2 separate regions of the Oryctolagus cuniculus genome follow, and region 2 is linked to region 1. A link is a contact called in public Micro-C data. All regions are on one chromosome and are shown on one strand. Each heading gives the region's core, a stretch centred on a gene start, on an enhancer-like site or on the middle of the called end of the contact. The rest is flanking DNA. Distances are from core to core; before and after follow the strand shown. Region 1 holds the start of PRMT1 (protein arginine methyltransferase 1). Region 2 holds the start of PIH1D1 (PIH1 domain containing 1).

Region 1 (3,704 bases), core at 266-2,765:
GCCACCCAGACCCTGAAGCCCCCACGCGTGACTTCCGGGAAGTCACTTCCTCCACTCTCCCCAGGAGAGTCAAGGGGGCCCCGCGGGGCAGTGAGTGCTGCACCCCCATCCCGAGAACGCTACGAGGGGTGACAGTCCGCCACACCACACCTCTTCAGAGGGGCCAAGTCACAGGCCACGGCCCACCTGGCTCCAGGCCCTCTCCCCAAATTCTCCCAAGCCAGCGGTATCGAATACCACCCATGCGTGCCCCGTCCCGGGAGGGCTTGCAACCACCCAAACTGGAACCTTCACCCCATGGCTGCACAGGGCCGAAATCTCGCTGCAAACCAGGACCCTCCGTCAGGCCGGGCAAGGTCATCTCCCACGCTCGCACACGCGGGAACCCAGCGGGCACAGCTCACAGCCCGCGCGCGGTGCATTTCTCATCCCATCGCCTTCCCGGCCAACACTCTCCCTCCGCCCACCCTGGAGGGCTCCAACGGGGAGGTGGGCTTGCGGACACGCCCATGAAGAAGGTCCCTCCCACACGCCGAGAACTGGCCACCAGGGGGTGCGCGGCGCCCTATCGGGGAGATCTCCATCTAGGTGCCCCCCCACCGCACAGGGAGGTCACAGGGGCATGACCCATCCCCCAGCTCCCGAAGCCCCGGCCCGGGGAGAGCCCGGGGGCAGAGGAGGAGCTGGGGGGGCGCTGCAATTCTCCATCTCTCTCCCACGCCGCGCGGAGGTCCCTGGCCCCGTGTGCAGGGGGGACCAGCGCCGCCCCCCAAGACTCCTTCCGAGGGGCCGGTCAGCAGGCACACCCCACCCCAGCGCGTGCAACCCGGTCCCCGGGGAGCAGCCCTGGAGGGGCTCTGCGAGGGGGTCGGAGGCTCCCACCGGACCCCCTCCTCCGGGCGGGGGCGGGGCCTTTGTCCCGCACGTGGAGTCCGCCGGGCCACCGGGATCGGCACACCCCCTCCCCACCCACCGCGCCGCAGCCACGTGGGGGCCCGGCCGGAAGCGCCCCCGGCCCTCCTCCACGTGGGAGGGGGGATGAGCCCCTCGGCTCAGCCGGGTATCGAAGGCCCCAGAAAGCGAGGGAACCCCCCAACTCCAGCGATATCCTCAGATCCGGAGCATTCGCCGCTCCCTCCGCGCGGCCAGGGGCCCTTTTAGCCCCACTTCGGCGACTCAGAGCCCCCTCCCCACCGCGGGAGCGTAAAACGCCGACGCCAGGCCGCCCCCATCCCCGGCGGCGCTCCGGGCTCTCACCTCCATGATGCAGTTCGCGGCCTCGGCTGCCGCCATCTTCACCCGCACCTACTCCTCCTCCTCCTCCGGCAGCCGAGACCCCCCCCTTTCTCCTCACTCCCCCGGGACCGCCTTATACCGGAGGGTCGACGACACGCCTACCGCTACCGCGCTAGGAGATTTCATTGGCAACGGCGGCGGCCCGTCTGAAAATACCGTGTAGCAATTGGGTGCCGAAGACGCCCGTCAAAGGCCAGGGCCCTCCCAGTCTGGCGGTCACAGCCCCGCCCCCTTAAGTCGACTGGGATGGGAGAAGCTGCCTGTCCATCTCAAGAACCCCGTCTACTGATTGGACAAAGTTAACCAGGAGTGTCCGCCCAGCACCTCCTCAAAACTTCCCGGCGGTCCTCGCGCTAAGCGGACGTCTTGAAGCAGAGCTGTCCATCAACGAATTGACCCGCCACCTGATCGCTGCTATTGGCTAAGCCGGAAGGTGACGTCACCAGGCCTCTGGCTAGCTCTGGCCGAGCACGGCCCTCAAGGAGAACACGGCAATTGGCCCACGGGGAGCGAGCCAGGCCGGCCTTTCGGCACCAGCGATTGGCTCAGAGGAACTGCCGCTCATCGTCCGTCCGGTGGGTCCTGGCAGCTCGAGGGGAGTCCTGCAGGAGCCGGGGAGCCTGTGCCCGTTCACCCGGGGACAGGAACGGACGCAGCGCGAGGCCCCGAGGCAGGGAGGGCTTGATGGGAGCCAGGCGTGGACGCCTGTCACCCGCGCCCCGTCCTTAACGGCGCCAAGTCTGGGACCCAGCAGCCCCCTCTGGGCCGCCGGGCCTTCGCCACGTCCCGCCTCCTGCCAGGAACGCCCTCCTCCCTTTGTCTGGCCGGCACCCAGCGGTCAGTGCGGGCGTCCGGCCGCTGCCGCCTCCGGGAAGCCCTCCCGGATCTACACGCAGGCACGCAGTGGAGGCTAATGCCGGGCGCTGAGTGCGTGCACCCCGCCGCAGTCCTCGGGCCGGCGCCTTTCCACGCCCCGGCGGGCTTCCCGCCCGGTCCACTCGAGCACAGGGAGGTTCCCTGGATGACCTATCAGCTCGCCTCCCGCTCTCCAGGGCTCCCCGCGTCCGAGCACCGGGCCCCCGCCCCTGCCTCCCACCCGCTCCCTAGCACCCCCGAGGGCAGAGGCGGAGAGCGCGAGCGAGCACACTCCCACTGCCTGGGTCTCCGCCCCAGATGTCCCACAAAGGCCAGGCCCAGAAGCTGGGCGCCTGGAGCTCCGTCCCGGCCTCCCACGTGGGTGGGGGGCCCAGCTGCTGCGGTTTAGTAGGGACCTGGAGCTGGAGCCAGGCATAGAGGGCGGGATGTAGGGGCCTCGTCGGTTAGGCTGAAAGCCCGCCCCTCAGATTTAAATGAATGTAGCCCCTCCCCCAGCACGCCATTGCTTAGAGGGAGAATCGCTCGGGGAGGGGGGGGGCAAGGCGGTGTTTCCATCTCAGAAAGTAGAATGGAAACATTTGGGGTTCTGCTAAGCCAGTTTTATTCGAGGTGCAGGTCACGGACATTACACGCACCCAGTTTAGTTTGGTGAAACCGCTTACGTAGGTGGCAGGTGGGTGCGGAGGGCTGCGCTGGGCCAGGCCAGACCCCACCCGGGTCTCCCAGGCCATCCTGCAGGGAGCTTGACATGGGGAGGCGGCCCCACCCGCTACGCCACAGCGCCAGCCCCTGTGGCAGGCCTGTTTGGGCCTGGCGGGCCCAGACGAGCCTGGAGAAGTCCACGTGGGTCTCCCAGGGGGTGGCAGGGACCTGGGTGTCCGGGTCACTGCCCCAGCATGCATGCAGAGCTGGATAAAGTAGAGGAGCTGGGACTTGAGCTGGCACTCCGGAAAGTTCTGGCAGGAGGCACCCCTTGTGCACCCCGCCACCATCAGCGGGCACTTTGCACGCGCCCGCCCCTGGGAGCCAGCACCTGGGTTTTCCCGAGGGCGCCGCACAGCCTTCCAGGCCGGAAGTCGAGCTCACCCCCGGAAGAAACAAAGTTGAAAACGCAGGACACAAAGTAGCGGCTGCAGGCCCGACACAAAGTGCCCGCTTGCGGCCCCCAGGCCCCGCCCTCCCCGGGAACCCAGCTCTGCTCTGGGAAATCGGCTTGGCCACCAGGGAGCTCCAGACCGCACTGTGCCGGAAGCCCAGGCTTTGACACATTCTGGGGCGGGCGCTGGCCCGAAAATAGCCGGAAAGCCACTGCCCTACAGGTAGAGGAGAAACCAGGAGAAAGGTTGGGGGGCAGAGTCCTGGATCCCCAGGAAGGCGGACGGTCACTTCCCTCAGGGGCTGACCCAGCTCAGTGCCGGGCCGGAAGCGCCCACAGATGCCCTCCGACACCGGCCCGGCCTGCAGCTCGCGGGTTCCGCCGGGAGCATCCCCAGAACGGCCGCCCGGTCTGGACCCCACGCCGGCACTGAGCC
Region 2 (3,587 bases), core at 228-2,727, 130 kb after region 1:
AAAAGGAGAGGAGCAGAGGGGAGCGACACCGGGCCAATCGCTGACCACCACTTCAGCTGCAGGACGGGTTAACGGAAGTCTCTCATAAACACCACTCGCTCCCCCGAAAACAACCCCCCAGAAGAATGTCCCCAGGCCCTGGCAAGGGTGTAAGTGGGGAGAGGCCCGGAGCGCCGTCGCATCGCCAGTGACAGTCGCTATTGCTTCCAGATGACTTTCGCCAGGAAACTCAAGCCAGAGGTTGCCAAACTGGAAAATTTCGTTTTTTTCCAGAGACACCGGGATCCCACATGTTTACATGGAACTGGTTGTTTACTAATTCGCGTTTTCAAAGGAAGTTCAGGCCAAAGGAAGCATGCTCTGGTGGGGTCTGGCCTGAGGCTGGCGGGTCGAGGGAAGAAACAAGGGGTCTGCGTCCCAGCCCGACCTGGCCTGTGGGCGCGTCACTTCCCTCTCCAGCCTCCGGGGTTCCGGGGATCCAGTGCGGTCCTGCTCAGCACACAGAAGCCACCCAGGGGGGACACTTAAGGACCTCTCAGGGCCTCCCGCCTTCAGCCCCGTGCACGCTGGCAAAGCCGCGCCTGCTCCCAGACCCAACCCTGCCTACAGGGCAACTTCCGGTCGGCGACTCGCAGGTCCCCGTGGCCAGTGCCGGCCCCACGCCTCACTCTCCCCCACCTCCCCAGACTCTGGGCTCTGCTCTTCCTGGGCGCACCCAGCTCAGGGTCAGGCCCCGGGGCACCCTGGCCCCCTCCCTCCAGCACCTCGGCCTCACCTGGGCCACCCCTCCCCCGGGGCCCAGAAGCAGCCCTAGCTCTTCTTGCCTGGGTGCAGGAGGGCCCCACGAGGGACTTCTAGAACGTGACAGAACATCGGAGGCAGGTGCTGTCACAGGAGCCTACAGAGGCGGCAGGACCCCGGGGAACCCCAGGGGCTCATGCGGGGTCCCCACGAACTCCCTTTGCTGTATCAGGCCCAGTAGGTCTTCCTCAGCTTGCAGGGGGAGGCACAGGGCGAGGCCGGCTCCACCAGGCCCTGACCCCGATGCGCCCACAGCCCCCCACAGGCGGCCCGGGCCCGGGGCATGCGGGAGCCCTCCGACTCATGGCCCCCCGCCCGGGTCTGGGGTGATGCACAGCGCTGCGGGGCGCACAGGAAGTTCCGGAGTACTCTGCGGCCCTGAGGGTCTGCGGGGAGCCCGCGGAGCCCCCAGGGAGCCCCGGACGTCCTGGGCAGCCGTGGAAGTCTACGGGGCTCTGAGGGTTACGGGAGCCCCAAGGGCACTCCGCCATCGGGGGATCTGAGGCCACGCCGCGGCGTCGCGGGCGGTTCTGAGGAGCCGGGGGAGACGCCGCCGCGGGAAGTCCAGGATCAGGGACCCTGGGCGCGGGCTGAACTGCGGCGGAGACGTCCACCTGCGCTCCGCGCACGCGCCCGCCAGCTCCCGCCCGGCGCCACCCCGCCCCGAGGGAGCCCCGAGGGGCGGAGCCGCAGCGCTGCCGCGGTGGCTGACGGGACGGCGCGCGCCGAACGCAGCCTCGCGACCCCGGGGAAGGAGGGGGCCGCGCGGGCCCGCCAGGCCCTCACCAGTGCGCATGCGTGGCTCTCCGGCGCAGGTCCGTACTCCATGGTGGTGAAGATGTCGCAGGCGCGGGGTCCTACGCGCGTCGCGGCCATCGCCCGCCCGGACCGCTTGGCACGGAGGGCCGCGGGGCACTCCGCCCCCGAGAACCTCGAGGTCGGAAGGGCAGCACCGCCCTCTCCAGCCCTTAGGGGCGGAACCGACGAGAACGGAGCGAGGCTACGGGAAATAGGGCGCAGGCTCCGCCCCCGTCCCCGCCTTAGGCCCGGGTGACCCCGCCTACCACCGGCGCTGGGAAAGGGGTTGGAGCATGCGTACTCCGTAAAGCGGGGCGCAGGTGAGGGCGGGAAATGCCAGCGGCTGGAGGACAGATAGGGGGCTTCGGATATACAAGGGTGGCCGCGGCCGTGCAGCCTTGTTTGTATAGGACATAAATGCAGCTTTTAGTCCGAAGTACATCTACTTGGGACGAAGCCTCAGTTCAAAGATCAGAGGGAGTCTCTCAGGATTGCCGTTGAGATTAAGGTTCAAAGGTGTGGCGGCCCTGAGTGGAGTGTGGCTGTATCGATACAGGAAGTGTGGCCTTTGGCTCGCGCTCGCGCGCTCTCTCAGGGTTAGTTTGGATTGGTTGAGGGAGAGGCGTGTCTTCAGGCTTCGAGCGGGATTGGTGGTTGGGGCGAGGGGCGGGCGTTGGGAGCCGGAAGTGCTGACTGCGCGGCTGCCATGGTGACAGGGCGGAAGCGCGGCTTTCAGGTGCACATCCGGCATGCGGGACCGAGAGTGCGCCTACTCGCAAGATGTGGGCTAGACGACAGCCGGGGGATGGCAGTCTCGGGCTGGATCCTTAGGTTTTCGCCACGCTGTGGGGAGTTCGGATCCCGGGGAGGGTGCCTCTCGTCGAGGGTGCAGAGGTCTCTTCCCCAGGGTCATGGCGGATTCGAGGCTTCTCGCGCCGGAGCTGAGCGAGGCGGAGACGATGGGTGCCGAGACGGCGCGGTTTGAGGAGCTGCTGCTGCAGGTGCGGGCTCTTGGCTCCCTGGGGATTTGAGGATCCTTTTTTCTTTTTTTTTTTTTGGTGCTCCCAGATGGGACTACAGATCCCAGAATGCACGAGGGCGCAAACAGGGCTCACGGGAGTTGTAGTTCCTCGGCTCAAAGTTTGCTGGGCTGGGGAAAAAGTGGGGTTGGGGAGGGTCTTTGGGACCCCCCCTAGAAGACCCCACGTCTGGAGGTTGTTTTCTGTCACAGGCCTCTAAGGAGCTGCAGCAAGCCCAGACAGCAAGGCCAGAATCTACGCAGATCCAGCCACAGCCCGGTGAGAAAGACGGGGACCTAGAGAGAGGACCAGAGGGAGAGCAGGCCCAGAGGGAGGAGGGCGCAGGGGGACAGTGACTCAAAGGGAGAGGGCGAGGGAGGGATGTGGAGGGAGCGGGCGGAGGCGCAGCCCCAGGGAGGACTGAGCCAGACAGAGGCCGGTGCAGAGACGGGGCGGGACGCTCCTCCCGCCAGGCTTCTGCATCAAGACCAGCTCGCCGGCGGACGGGAAGGTCTTCATCAACATCTGCCACTCGGCCTCCATCCCCCCGCCGGCCGACATGACCGAGGACGAGCTGCTCCGAGTGCTGGAGGAGGACCAGGCCGGCTTCCGCATCCCCATGAGCCTGGGGGAGCCTCACGCCGAGCTCGATGCAAGTTAGTGCCGCGGCCGAGCCCAGTCCCCGGCCGCCGCCCCTCCCCTGCGGCAGCTCCCCGGCCTCTCGGGCGCCCGCCGCTTCGCCCGTCCTCCGACCCGGCTTCAGCCCCGGGCCGGCCGTCTCTGCCCTTCTCCATCGCTGTCTTGCCTGCGCGTGCGTTCGGTTCGCAGGCGTCTCCTGTAGCTCTGGGCGGGGCGGAGGTGACAGCTGCCACGCAGGGGGATGTGGCCCTGGAAGGCGTCCTGGAGGAGGCGCTGTGGATCCGAGAGGGGGGGCGGAAGGTTCTAGGTGGAGAGGTCAGGGGGGCTCTG

The links. A called contact is a pair of places that touch in the nucleus more often than the background predicts.
Region 2: a contact with region 1 is called in a Micro-C map of ear pinna, with 3 times the contacts expected there. The contact joins the promoter of PIH1D1 here to the promoter of PRMT1 in region 1. A contact is called at or near these places in 2 of 6 Hi-C or Micro-C datasets (ear pinna and an unstated tissue).

The regions. Positions count from the first base shown.
Region 1 is chr18:7,830,879-7,834,582 of mOryCun1.1, forward strand. It overlaps PRMT1 (protein arginine methyltransferase 1), which reads right to left and starts at 1,516. Exons shown (of 10, transcript XM_070063068.1): 1 at 1,258-1,516. The coding sequence starts at 1,293.
Region 2 is chr18:7,964,210-7,967,796 of mOryCun1.1, forward strand. PIH1D1 (PIH1 domain containing 1) reads left to right here and starts at 1,478. Exons shown (of 10, transcript XM_051840691.2): 1 at 1,478-1,616; 2 at 2,507-2,600; 3 at 2,831-2,897; 4 at 3,092-3,274. The coding sequence starts at 2,511. ALDH16A1 (aldehyde dehydrogenase 16 family member A1) reads right to left here and starts at 1,727. Exons shown (of 18, transcript XM_051840674.2): 1 at 1,588-1,727.